Regions from separate parts of the Sus scrofa genome. Here all the other regions are linked to region 1. A link is a contact called in public Hi-C data. All regions are on one chromosome and are shown on one strand. Each heading gives the region's core, a stretch centred on a gene start, on an enhancer-like site or on the middle of the called end of the contact. The rest is flanking DNA. Distances are from core to core; before and after follow the strand shown. Region 1 holds the start of MSH5 (mutS homolog 5). Region 2 holds the start of ATF6B (activating transcription factor 6 beta). Region 3 holds the start of PBX2 (PBX homeobox 2). Region 4 holds the start of TCF19 (transcription factor 19).

Evidence for each region. A called contact is a pair of places that touch in the nucleus more often than the background predicts.
Region 2: a contact with region 1 is called in a Hi-C map of liver, with 6 times the contacts expected there. The contact joins the promoter of ATF6B here to the promoter of MSH5 in region 1. A contact is called at or near these places in 2 of 47 Hi-C or Micro-C datasets (heart right ventricle and liver).
Region 3: a contact with region 1 is called in a Hi-C map of skeletal muscle, with 2.7 times the contacts expected there. The contact joins the promoter of PBX2 here to the promoter of MSH5 in region 1. A contact is called at or near these places in 1 of 47 Hi-C or Micro-C datasets (skeletal muscle) and 1 of 2 datasets of contacts at active chromatin or transcription factors (alveolar macrophages).
Region 4: a Hi-C map of liver shows a contact between it and region 1, with 4 times the contacts expected there. The contact joins the promoter of TCF19 here to the promoter of MSH5 in region 1. A contact is called at or near these places in 2 of 47 Hi-C or Micro-C datasets (heart right ventricle and liver).

Annotation. Positions count from the first base shown.
Region 1 is chr7:23,852,021-23,854,720 of Sscrofa11.1, forward strand. MSH5 (mutS homolog 5) reads left to right here and starts at 1,331. Exons shown (of 24, transcript NM_001195358.1): 1 at 1,331-1,521; 2 at 1,907-2,030; 3 at 2,408-2,488. The coding sequence starts at 1,372.
Region 2 is chr7:24,170,328-24,173,027 of Sscrofa11.1, forward strand. It overlaps ATF6B (activating transcription factor 6 beta), which reads right to left and starts at 1,404. Exons shown (of 18, transcript NM_001123103.1): 1 at 1,277-1,404; 2 at 819-898; 3 at 594-672; 4 at 261-352. The coding sequence starts at 1,358. It overlaps FKBPL (FK506 binding protein like), which reads right to left. Exons shown (of 1, transcript NM_001128485.1): 1 at 1,934-2,700. The coding sequence ends at 1,934.
Region 3 is chr7:24,225,669-24,228,368 of Sscrofa11.1, forward strand. It overlaps PBX2 (PBX homeobox 2), which reads right to left and starts at 1,272. Exons shown (of 10, transcript NM_001123157.1): 1 at 785-1,272. The coding sequence starts at 1,005. It overlaps GPSM3 (G protein signaling modulator 3), which reads right to left. Exons shown (of 4, transcript NM_001123119.1): 4 at 1,905-2,698. The coding sequence ends at 2,561.
Region 4 is chr7:23,557,853-23,560,552 of Sscrofa11.1, forward strand. It overlaps TCF19 (transcription factor 19), which reads left to right and starts at 1,425. Exons shown (of 3, transcript NM_001167591.1): 1 at 1,425-1,662; 2 at 2,692-2,700. The coding sequence starts at 1,425. It overlaps CCHCR1 (coiled-coil alpha-helical rod protein 1), which reads right to left and starts at 298. Exons shown (of 18, transcript XM_021098445.1): 1 at 157-298.

The DNA.
Region 1 (2,700 bases), core at 81-2,580:
TTATTTCTATCTCCCTTACCATCTCCTTCTTCTCCTCCCCTCACACACACAGACTCAAAAATCAGGCTTATGGAATAAGGACTTAATTATAATCCCTGCTTCCAGTCCACGGACCTGGCCCAGAATGAATGACACCCTTCTGTCCTTAGGGGTGTGTGTGAGTGTGTGTGTAGGGGTAGGGGCATGTCCCAGTAGAGGTGTAGGTATTCTTATCAGGTCTAGCGCTCTCTGCCAGAAGTTGGTGTAATTCGAATGGTTCTATCTTCTCCTGGGGCGCCGAAATTATTAATTAGGCCCTGTGACCCCTGTGGGAGGAATCATACTCAGCACCCAGGCAAATGTGGGCTGAGATAGGAGCCTCGTTTCTTATGTTTACGTATTTATTTAAAATTCTCAAATGGCTCTTAATATGTTTGCCAGACACTGTTCTAAGCTCTTTATACCTATTAACTTGGAATTGTTGGCACAGGTTGAATTACTATTGCTTATCTCCACTCTTCAGAGAAAAAAAAAAAAAATCAAAAAGCCGCGTCTCTGTTCCTTTAAGGTCGGCCTCTTCTCCAGATTCTCCTATAAGGTTCCGGGGGCGGGGGGGGGGGGGCTAAATTCAAGCTCTGCTTTGGATCTTCTCACAGGCTCCACCCCGCGTCAATCACAGCCCAGCAATCTGACTGCCAGAGGCCTGGGTGCTAGGCAACTGCAGAGGGCGGGAAGTTTGAACGTTCTGGTCCTGCCCTATATGCGAATAAGCCAATCATCGTCCAGTCTTTTCTGCGGGCCTCTGCTCCTTTTCATTCTGTTGGATGTCTATGCAGGATCCGGGTCTCTTCAACCAATAGTGTCTAGGAAGGCGGGGCATGTGCGCGCGCACCCCGCCGTCGCGCCGACGGCACACCCCTACCTCCTGCTCGCGGCTGTTAGTGACGCGGTCTTGCACACGTCGCAACCCAGGTGACTGAAAACGCGGGAAAATACCGCCAGTTGTCCGCGTCTGAGTGGGGTAGTCTAGAGCTTGAGGCTGTGATTTCTGGGGCCTGGTTGGCTGGGGAGAAGAGAGGAGGTGTGCACAGTTCGCCCCTTGGGGCTCTCAGGCTGTTTGCCAAGTACAGCCTCTGCGTGACAGAAATGGGGGGGGGTGGAGTTTCCCACAGCCTGTACTTTAGTGAAATACCCGAGAAATCGCTCCTCCAAATGCCTTGCACTTGTGACCACATCTCTCGCAGGCCCTCGCAGCCCTGCCCCCTCGGCCTTCTCCCATTAATCCTCAGTAGATTCGTATTTCTGCACACACCCCCCACCCTCTCCTTCTCGCGGGAGAGATCTCGCTCCTGAACCGCCTTCATTTTCTGCATCCACAGAGCCTCCACGGCCATGGCTTCCGTAGGAGCGACCTCAGGCAGGACGCCGCAGGAGCCGGGACCCGGGGAGGCCCCGACCAGCCTCCCCAGCCTGGCCCCAGTGCCCGGCTTCGGGGAGGGGGAGGAGGAGGAAGAGGAGGAACCCGCGGAGGTCGGGGCTGGGGTGATGTGGGGGGCGGGAGAGCAGGAGCTGGAAATTGGAGAGGGGGAGTTAATTGGAACGTCTGATTGTTAGAAGGTAAAGCGGCTGGGAAGAGCTGTGCTAGTTACTTGCCTCCACTGAGTGTCGGTTTCACATTTACTGAATGGTGATGTTGATGCCTATCTCAGAGGGGTTCTTTTTTTTTGTTTATTTTGGGGAGTTCCCGGACCAAGGAGCCAACCCGAACTACTGCAGCCACCCAAGCCACTGCTGTGACAAAGCTGCCCGATCCTTAACCCACTGAGCTACGAAAAAACCCCTATCTCAGAGTTGATAAGATGATTAAAATTAAATGAGGCATGGCCCAACCCTGGTTCAAATTTTAGTTTCCTTCCTTGCTGGACAGATTCATCTGTGTGTGCTGTGGAATTCAGGACACCTGGGCATTGCCTACTATGACACTGGTGACTCCACCATCCACTTCATGCCAGATGCCCCAGACCATGAGAGCCTCAAGCTGCTGCAGAGAGGTGAGGACAGAGCTATGCATTCCTCTTCTATGGGGCTGGAAGTGTATTTCACACATATGTCCTTAGCTGACTCAATCTATTTTATTAATTGACTCCTAGAGGCTCCCTTTGTTGTTTTTAGTAATTGACGCCAAGAGACTCCCTTTGTTGTTTTTAGGAATTCAGCTTATTATCCGCAAGTGTACCAGGTGCTGGAGATTTAATCTCATGCCTGACTCCTCCTATCTATGCTCCCAATGTGGGGGCACTCCCTACTCTTAGAGGGAGGAAATAAATTGTATGGGGTGAAGGGAGATAGCAAGGGGAAGACTACAGATTTCCTTTTGGGCAAAAGATAAAAATCTTTGAACTCGTTTGTTCTCCATTCTCCTTTCAAGTTCTGGATGAAATCAATCCCCTGTCTGTTGTTACCAGCGCCAAACAGGATGAGAATATGACCCGATTTCTGGGAAAGCTTGGTAAGGACTAAGTAAGCGAAAGGGGGAAAATGGGAAGGACTGAAGTATGGAATGTTCCAGGAGACTAAAGGGTCTTGGAGGAGTTACAGCCAGGTGACCAGAATTGAGTGAGAGGGAAGGTGGAACAGAGGCACAAGGACTTAGATGTACAGACTGATGGTCCTTTCTTTTCTTTTTTAAAAAATTTGTTTTTGTTTGTTTATTTATTTTTT
Region 2 (2,700 bases), core at 154-2,653, 320 kb after region 1:
TGGGAACCTCCATATGCTGCAGGTGCGGCCCTAAAAAGGACAAAAGACAGAAAAAAAAAAAAAGAAACTCCATCTTCAGTTCTAGACAACCAGAGTGGTGATGTGAAAATGAGGATATGAAAGAAATTGCAAATGCACAAAAGAAGCCCCCCCCCCCAACCGGGACTCATAACACACAAATCATTCCACCAGCATCTATAGGTGAAGGGATGGGAGGAGAGTCCCTGCCACAGAAAGTAGGAGGGACAAGACTCTCTCACCTGGCTGGAGGGCTCTGTGGAAAGATGTGATGCTTCAGAGCTGAGGGAGGAGGAAGAGCAGGGGGAGGATGGCTCAGACTTCACCTGAAGATCTGGGGGGAAAAGAGTAAGAAAATAACCGGGAAGCAGAGCCTGACAAAAGTTTGAAAAGTACCCAAGGACATGGGGTAAGAGCCCCTCACTGGGGTGAGGAGGAAGGAGCACACATAAGAGATCAAAAGGGGGGAGTACACGGGCACTCGTGTGAGAAAACGAGGAACTGCATAGTTGCTGGGAAACAATGGGAAGATAACGGTTTCTGAAAGGATGAGGGAATCACAAAGGGTATCTTACCTGGGAAGATAGGCAGAGGGTCCCAGGGGGGTTCGGGAGGGCTGACATCCATCCCCAAGTCCAGGGAGCTGCTGCCAAACTGAACAGGAGAGGGTATTAGATGGCAGGAGTGTGAGGCTGAAGGGATGGCTCCGGATGAGCTCTGGCCTGGGGATAAGCCCCAGTTCTGAGACCACTTCCACCCACCAAGGGTAAGAGTCAAGGCCAAGGCCCGGGGAGCGATACCGGGACATCTTCCTCCGGGCAACGGAAAAGCTGCGTCGGCTCCTCGGCCACTTCATCCAGGCCGGCGTACAAGGTGCTGTCTGCAAGAGGGGCGGAGGGTCAGCGGAGTCGTCCGCTAGCGCAGCCTTCGGAACCCCACAACAGCCCTCGCCCCGTCGCTCACTGCCTCTGCGCGGCCAGATCCACCGCCCGCCCACTTGAAAAGTGATCCAGCCAGAGAACTCCAGCCCCTCCTTCCCCGACCCCGGAACAACTCCATATTTCCGCAGGGAGGGGAGGTCTGCCCCAACTCCCGCATCTCCCCGAAAGCACCACCAGCCCCCCTGTTCCGCCTTCCTCAGAATGATGGATTCCGTATCTGTCCAGCCTTCCTCTTTGGGCCTCCGCTTCCTCCTGCGTGCCTCAGGGGCACAATATGCCACAGCCCCCTCCCCTCCCCGAGGCCTCACTCCGCACACCCCAGTCCTCCGGGCTCAGCAAGTTGTCGGTGAAAAAACGCGTCGGGTCCGCAATCTCGCTGAGGAGCATCAGCTCCGCCATCTTTCCCCCCCACCCCCCAACCACGAGACAGTTCCCAAGGCCCGCCTCTCCCATCATCAACTAATCGGCTGGCTCCTCAAAAGTGGGGGAACGCCCCGGAAGCTCTCCCAACCAGTAAGAGACCTGGGTATTGAGCACGTGAGACAATATAGGCGGTGGCTGTATAGGACCGGCCAATAGGAGCGCCCCGGAGGCTAGCACCTCCGCAATACCAGGCAGTGAAGTTTGCGCGTGCGCCAAGCCGGACCCAGCCTGAAAGCGCCTAGGAAACGTAGGTACCGGGTTTTGAAGGTTCGCCGTCTCCCCCAAACAGTACTGAATTTAGAAGTTTAGATAGCTTGTGTTCATCTTTGGAGATAGATAAGCCCCGCAAAATATACCACACGTGACCATAAGGCTTTTTCATGGTAAAACGGTAAAGAGGTACATACACTAAGACCACTGCTACCTTCCCTAGGAAGGCAAAAGCTGGTAAAAGTATGTGGGTGAAATCCTCCCACTGGCCCCTCCCCCCAAAACTCACAACATAGACCACAATTCACAGGTTCCTGTCTCTTTTAAGGTTTAACTTTTAATTAGCCAAACATCTTGCGCAGTCCCTGAGCCAGTCCTGCATCTTGTTTCTTCCCTTGAATGATCACCTTTCCCAGCTCCTCCTGGGCTGCCCGATTTTTGGGGTCTACTGCCAGCACTTTCTTGAGGTCAGCAGTTGCTTTGTCCAGGTTCCCAAGAGCAGCCTGGGCAACCCCCCTTCGGTACAAGGCCTTTAAATGGCCAGGCTCCCGCTCCAGCACCCGGTCACAGCTCTGGGCTGCCAAATGGGGCTGCCCTAGCAGCAACTGACAGGCAGCCAGATTGGCATGAAGGACAGTTCGTTCTGGAGAGCCAGGTGGAGGTAAAGTCAGCAGCAGCCGAAGAGCCCGTCCATAGCATCGGGCAGCCCCTTCAGGGTTCCCAGCTCTAAATAATTCTGTGCCCCGTGCACGTTCTTCCCTGGCCAGGGCCTCCTTTTCGGTGGGCTCTAGCTCCCAGGAGTCCCGGCCTTGAGTGAAGGAGGCCAGTTTGAGCCTGACAGGAGGTCCAGAGCGCCCAGGGAGCTGAAGTTCTGCCTCCTCACCTTGACACATGGACTCCAAGCACTTCTCTACAAGCTCTCCCCAAGTTTCCTCCCTCCATGGGCCTAACCCCATAGTTAGCTCTGTCCAGCCCTCTGGCAGCCCTGACCCCAAAGGAAATCCCAAAACCTGTACCCGGCAGCGGGAGCCCAGCTTGGGTTTGTCCAAGCCGTGGCCATGGATTAGGATCTTTTTGACAAAGCTCCCATCGGGGCAGTACCAGAGTT
Region 3 (2,700 bases), core at 22-2,521, 370 kb after region 1:
GGAGTTGGGGGGTTCATAGGAAGAGATCGGCTCCCAGTGTGTGGACACTCGGGGAAGCGGCTTGGCTTTGGATGGGTGGAGGGAAGGTGCAGCCGGCGAAAGGCACCATGGCCGGGCGGAGGACCGTGGGAGAGGATCCAGAAGGGTTGAGAGGACGACCTGGGGTGACTGCAGAAATGAGGGTGACTAGGTACATTTCAGAGGAAGAGAGGAGGCTGGGGAGGAGAAGAGTTGGAGTTTGAGGGGTCAGAGGTGCTAAGCTAGAGTGGGGAGTTCGGTATAGAGGTGTGTGAAGAAGGGTCCTGGGACTGAGCAGGGCGGGAGGCTCTGATGCTTCCAGTGTCAGCTGAGCTGGGGCAGAGGGTGAGCTCGGCCCCTTGGAGGCTGGGCCAGGGCTGGAGAGGAATGGTAGGAGCTCTGGGCAGGGGTGTGGAGGCCCGCAGGCCGACGGTGGGCTGGAGAGTTTAGGGGAGAAGATCTTAGTCTGGGAGCCAGAAGGGAGCTCTGGAGATGGCAGGGTGTTCCAGGGGAGAGTGGGGGGGGGTCAGTGAGAGTTGGGGGGGTGAGCCACCTAGGGTTCCCCCTTTTGAAGGTTTCGGGGACTGGGGCTGAAAGGAGGCTTGAGAGGGATCAGTTATCTCTGGGCTCCCGCGAGAAAGGAAAGGAAGGGAGAGCTGAAGGATCCTGGGGAGGGTCCTGGAGTTGGGGGGCTCCCAGCAGGCTCAGAGCTTGTGAACGGGCATTCTGCTGGGTCTGTGTGGGGTCCCGGGTTGGGGGCACTCACTTGGCCTGGGCCTCGTCCAGGCTCTGGTCGGTGATGGTCATTATCTGCTGCAGAATGTCCCCGATGTCTTGCTTCCCTCGGCCTCCCGGGACCCCCCCGCTACCCCCACCGGGGTCTCCGCCACCGGGAGGTTCGCCAGGGCCCCCAGGCTCCCCACCCACCAATCCCAGGCCCCCCCGGCCCCCGCCTGGAGGGGGCGGCCCCAGCAGCCGCTCGTCCATAGTTGGGGGGGGCCCTGAGGCCCCCTCCCTGCTCCGCCCCTCCCCCCGCCTGGTTCCTTCCCCCCCAAACTCGCCGGGGCCGCTGCTCCCTCCACCCCAACCCCCGCCCGTCTCCCCCTCTCCCGGCTCTCCCGGGGGTCCGCCCCGGCCCTGGAGGGAGACCTGGGGTACCGTCTGGGCCCCCCACAGGAGACCCCGGCCCCCGGCGGCGGAGAAAATGGAGCCGGAGAGAGAGAGGAGGCCCAAGCGGGGGTGTGTGAGTGAGAGAGAGAGAGAGAGAGAGAGAGAGAGAGAGAGAGAGGGAGGGGAGAGAGAGAGGAGAGAGGAGAGGGAGAGAGAGGGAGGGAGGAGGGAGGAGGGAGGAGGGGGGAGGAGGGAGGAGGAGGCTGGGGGAGGGGAGCTGGGGAGGAAGAGGAGGGGAGAAGAGAGGAGGAACAGGGAGGAGCTGGGGGCGGAGAGAGACACAGAAACAGAGGAACTGAGACCAAGTGGAGGAGGGGACGAGGGGAGGAGACTGGCCCTTGGGGAAAAGAAGGGAAGGCCCCAGGGATGGACCTCTGTGGCTTGGGAGGGCGCCGTGTTGGGGGCTGGGGGCACCTGCCGCCGGGGTTCTGAATCCGGGTTCTAGCTGATGTGGACTCCGGCCGCGGGAATGCCTGGGTTCACAGACAGCTTAGTTCATATTTCTTCTCCTAATGACTCCCCTCCCTGTTCTACTTAATTAAAACCAGGAGAGGGGGGCTGGGGGGGATAATTAGGAAGGTCTCTAGCCGCTGCTTAATGAGCCAGTAATTAACCAGCCAGGGAGGGGAGCTGGCCTCTGGCCAGACTGGAGAGAGTGGCGGCCTCTGGCCTCACCTTCCTACCCTCCACCCTGCCACCCAGACACCAGTCTTCAGTCCAGAGGGGAATTATATTTATTCACATAACCAAACATCAGACAGTTCAGAACAGCAGTGGGGAGGGAGGGTGGGCAGGGCTCAATGTCCATCCACAGGCTGTAGGCCCCTCAGTTCTGGGGCTGGGGGGGCGATGTGCCAGGGTGGGGGGGTGGGGGGGTGGGAGAAGAGTCAATGTCTCTGCTGTGCCCTCTCCTCCCTTCTTGTTGGGAAGAAGGGTGGAACTGTCTCTCAGGTCAGAACCTCCGGAGATTTGCCTCCTTGGGAGGTGGAGGCCTGAGCCCTCAGCTCCCACCTGGTGGCCAGACTATGGGGGGAGGGTGTCCCCACAGCTCAGGACCAAGACTCCAGGCCCTCCCTGAGATCAGAGGAAAGGGTGAGGTGTCCCTCTGTACCTAGGATCCTCTCCCGGCCTCAAGCTCCCACCTACTTGGTCACAGGGGGAGTTAAATATCCATCCTACCTTGACAATTCCCAGGGTTTGAGGACTTTCACCCCCTCTAGTTCCCAGGAAAGGTGGATGAGGGCAGTGAATATTGAGAATTCTGCTGGTTCTTCCAGTCTCTGGTGCCCCTGCGGGGCAGGGCTCAAGGCCTGCAGTGGGCCGCCCAGCTTTGAACCCCGGGAGTGCAGAAGGGCTGGTGGGAGCTCAAGTCTTAGCAGGTGTGTGTGGGGGGCTGGGACCTTTGCTCCTCCATTCGACCTCCACCCTGAACTCTCAGCAGCAACTCCAGGAGCTCCTGCCCCCCTGGGGGTAGGGGAGGCTCTGACCGCTGGGCTTCCATCCGCTGGCACT
Region 4 (2,700 bases), core at 175-2,674, 290 kb before region 1:
TTTGTCCTTTTACCCGGACCCTGTACCCCTCCACCCTGTGGACCCCTGAACCCACCCCCGCACCCCCTCTTGGCCCTTCCCGCCCCCAACCGACTCTTCCCGAATACCCCTTACCCAGCGCGAGCGACCCCTCTGCCCTTTGACCACACCCCCTACCCCTAGCTCAGAAGCGCGGCCTCAGCCCCTGACCGCGCCTGCGCAAAGCGGGCAGGTTGGCGGGACGCTCTAAAGCCCTTCACCCTTCCGGGAGGAGGAGGGGAAGAGGTGTACGCAGGCGCGGTAGTCTAAAGCCCGGCCCAATTATGGCACTGAGGGCATCTCCGCGCCCTGGCGGCTCCTCCCAACTCCGGGAACCCGGGAAAACTTGTGAACTAATCAGAAAAAGCGGAAGGCGGGAGATCGGAGACCCTCCCAGCGCGTCGCCCAATGGAGAGAAGGAGGGCAAAAGAGATGGCCAATCAGAAACGGCACGGGGGGCGGGCTCTCTCGGCGCGAAGTTCAGACCCGGGAATTCCGAAGGCGGGGTCGGTACTGCCCGCGCGCGGAGACGGCGCCCCTCCTGGCCCCGGCTTCCTCGCTGTCAAACAGCCGCTGGAGCACCAGCCCTGGCCGGAGCCTGAGAGATCCTGAGCTGCCGCACAGGCTGGCACTGCCCGGAGAGGGGACCGCTTCGAGACTGCACCTCGCGGTAGATAAGAATCTGGATTGCGGCGGGGAGGGAAAAGGCTGGGTTTCCCTCGCATGATCCCGGGAAGCCCTATCCTGTCTTTAATCCCACCTGGAGAAGTCGGGAAGCAGGGGTTTAGATCCGCTTTGTTAGAGAACATAGAGACCCATTTGCACTGCCTTTGGAGGGATGACAGTGGATAGACTTCCCACGGGGGTTTAAGCTATCTAGTTATGAGTGAGGGGTTGGCCAGAAGAGCGAGGCGCAGGCTAGCAGGTGGGTTACTCTGTTTGGATTAGCAGAATTGACAGGAAACTTCTCCAAATTACACTGAGGTGACAAGTTAGTATCACACAGAAGCAGGACCCCAGTCCTCCCCCCTTGCAATTCGCATATTCCCCAGAAGCTGCCTAACGTATTGTTGCCTGGCACAGACTTGAAGGCTCCCGGAATATTCTGCAGCCTGAGGATCTGATTCAACTTCGTGCCATAGGACATCTTCGTCTTTGCACTATACTGGGACCCTCACGAAATTTTTCAGTTGGAAAACTGTTGACAGCCAATCTTGCATCGAATCCTAGGCCCTTGCACTCTGAATTTACACTATTCGGGGAGCGTGCCCAAGGTTGAGATTGCACAAAGCACAGTTCAACTCTGCATCAGAGGGAAAGAGAACTTAGGCCAGCTGTGCATGGCCCAGGATTGGGAAGTGATGGATTCCTGAAGTGGAAGAGGTGGTGCAGAGGGGGCACCGCCCATGCTGCCCTGCTTCCAGCTGCTGCGCATAGGGGGCGGCAGGGGTGTCGACCTTTACACCTTCCACCCCCCAAGTGGGGCTGGCTGCACCTACCGCTTGGGCTGCAGGGCCGACCTGTGTGATGTGGCCCTGCGGCCCCAGCAGGAGCCCGGCTTCATCTCGGAAGTCCACGCGGAGCTGCACGCTGAGCGCCGGGGTGATGACTGGAGGGTCAGCCTGGAGGACCATAGCAGCCAAGGTGAGGAGTGAGCAGAGCAGCCTTATGCCTGGGCAATGGCAGTTCTGGGCTGCAAAGTCTCCACAGGGACCATTGCCTGCCTTCCACCCAATCTCCCCTTTGGGCTGGCTGGATGGTTATCACCCAGACCTGTCCTCCCACCAGAAATGTGCAGTGTCAGAAGCTCTTTGTGGAGCTGACCTTGTTTAGCTCATTCAGGGGCGGGAGCATCATCAGAGAAGTATCGCAGTGGGTTGTCCTGGGGCCAAGCTCAGACTTGACCAAGTTTCCAGACTTGTTCCCAAGTTGGCACCTTGTTCTTGGCTTAGGGCAGTTACATGTTGAATTGTTTTAATGATCTGAACCTATGTCTTACTCCTTTGACTCGGAGGCAATTACAGTCTCAGAAGGCCTGGGTTCACATCTGAGTGGTGCCACTGACCCCCGGCAGCGTCCCTCAGGCCTGTCACTTCACCTTTCTAGGTATTAGTTTCCTCCTAGGTAAACTATAAGCCTTTCTTAGGTCTGTTTTGGTTGGGAATGTTGTGAGGATTGGATAACTAGTGGCCAAGATGCACCTAGTGCTTACTGTTACAAGCCAGAACTGTCCTAAATGCACTAAATGTAGGTGAGCACAAATATCCCCACTTTCCAGACAAGGAAAATGAGGCACAAAAGTTGTCCAGGGCCACATGGCTGGTTAAGTAGTGGAGCTTGGATTTGAACCTAGACAATCTGAACTATGCGGATAGGTGTTGAGGCGGAGCTGGGTGAGTGAGCATCTCTGAGAATCAGACCTCAGTAGATTGAGGGAAGGAGCTTTTTCCCTCCATGCCTCCAGTGGGAGGGCATAAGAAACAAAAATTTGTTCCCAGTTCACAAAGAGCTTGCTATCTGGTGTTACCTGCGAAGGGACTTAGAACATGAGAACTGGATAACAGATGCAATGTTCTTCCTCGTGTTCCCCAGAAAATCAAACAGGACCAGATCTCTCCACTTCTGACCCACCATTTGTTTCTGTCGTTCTGTCTGGTGTCCCACCACCAACAGGGACTTTGG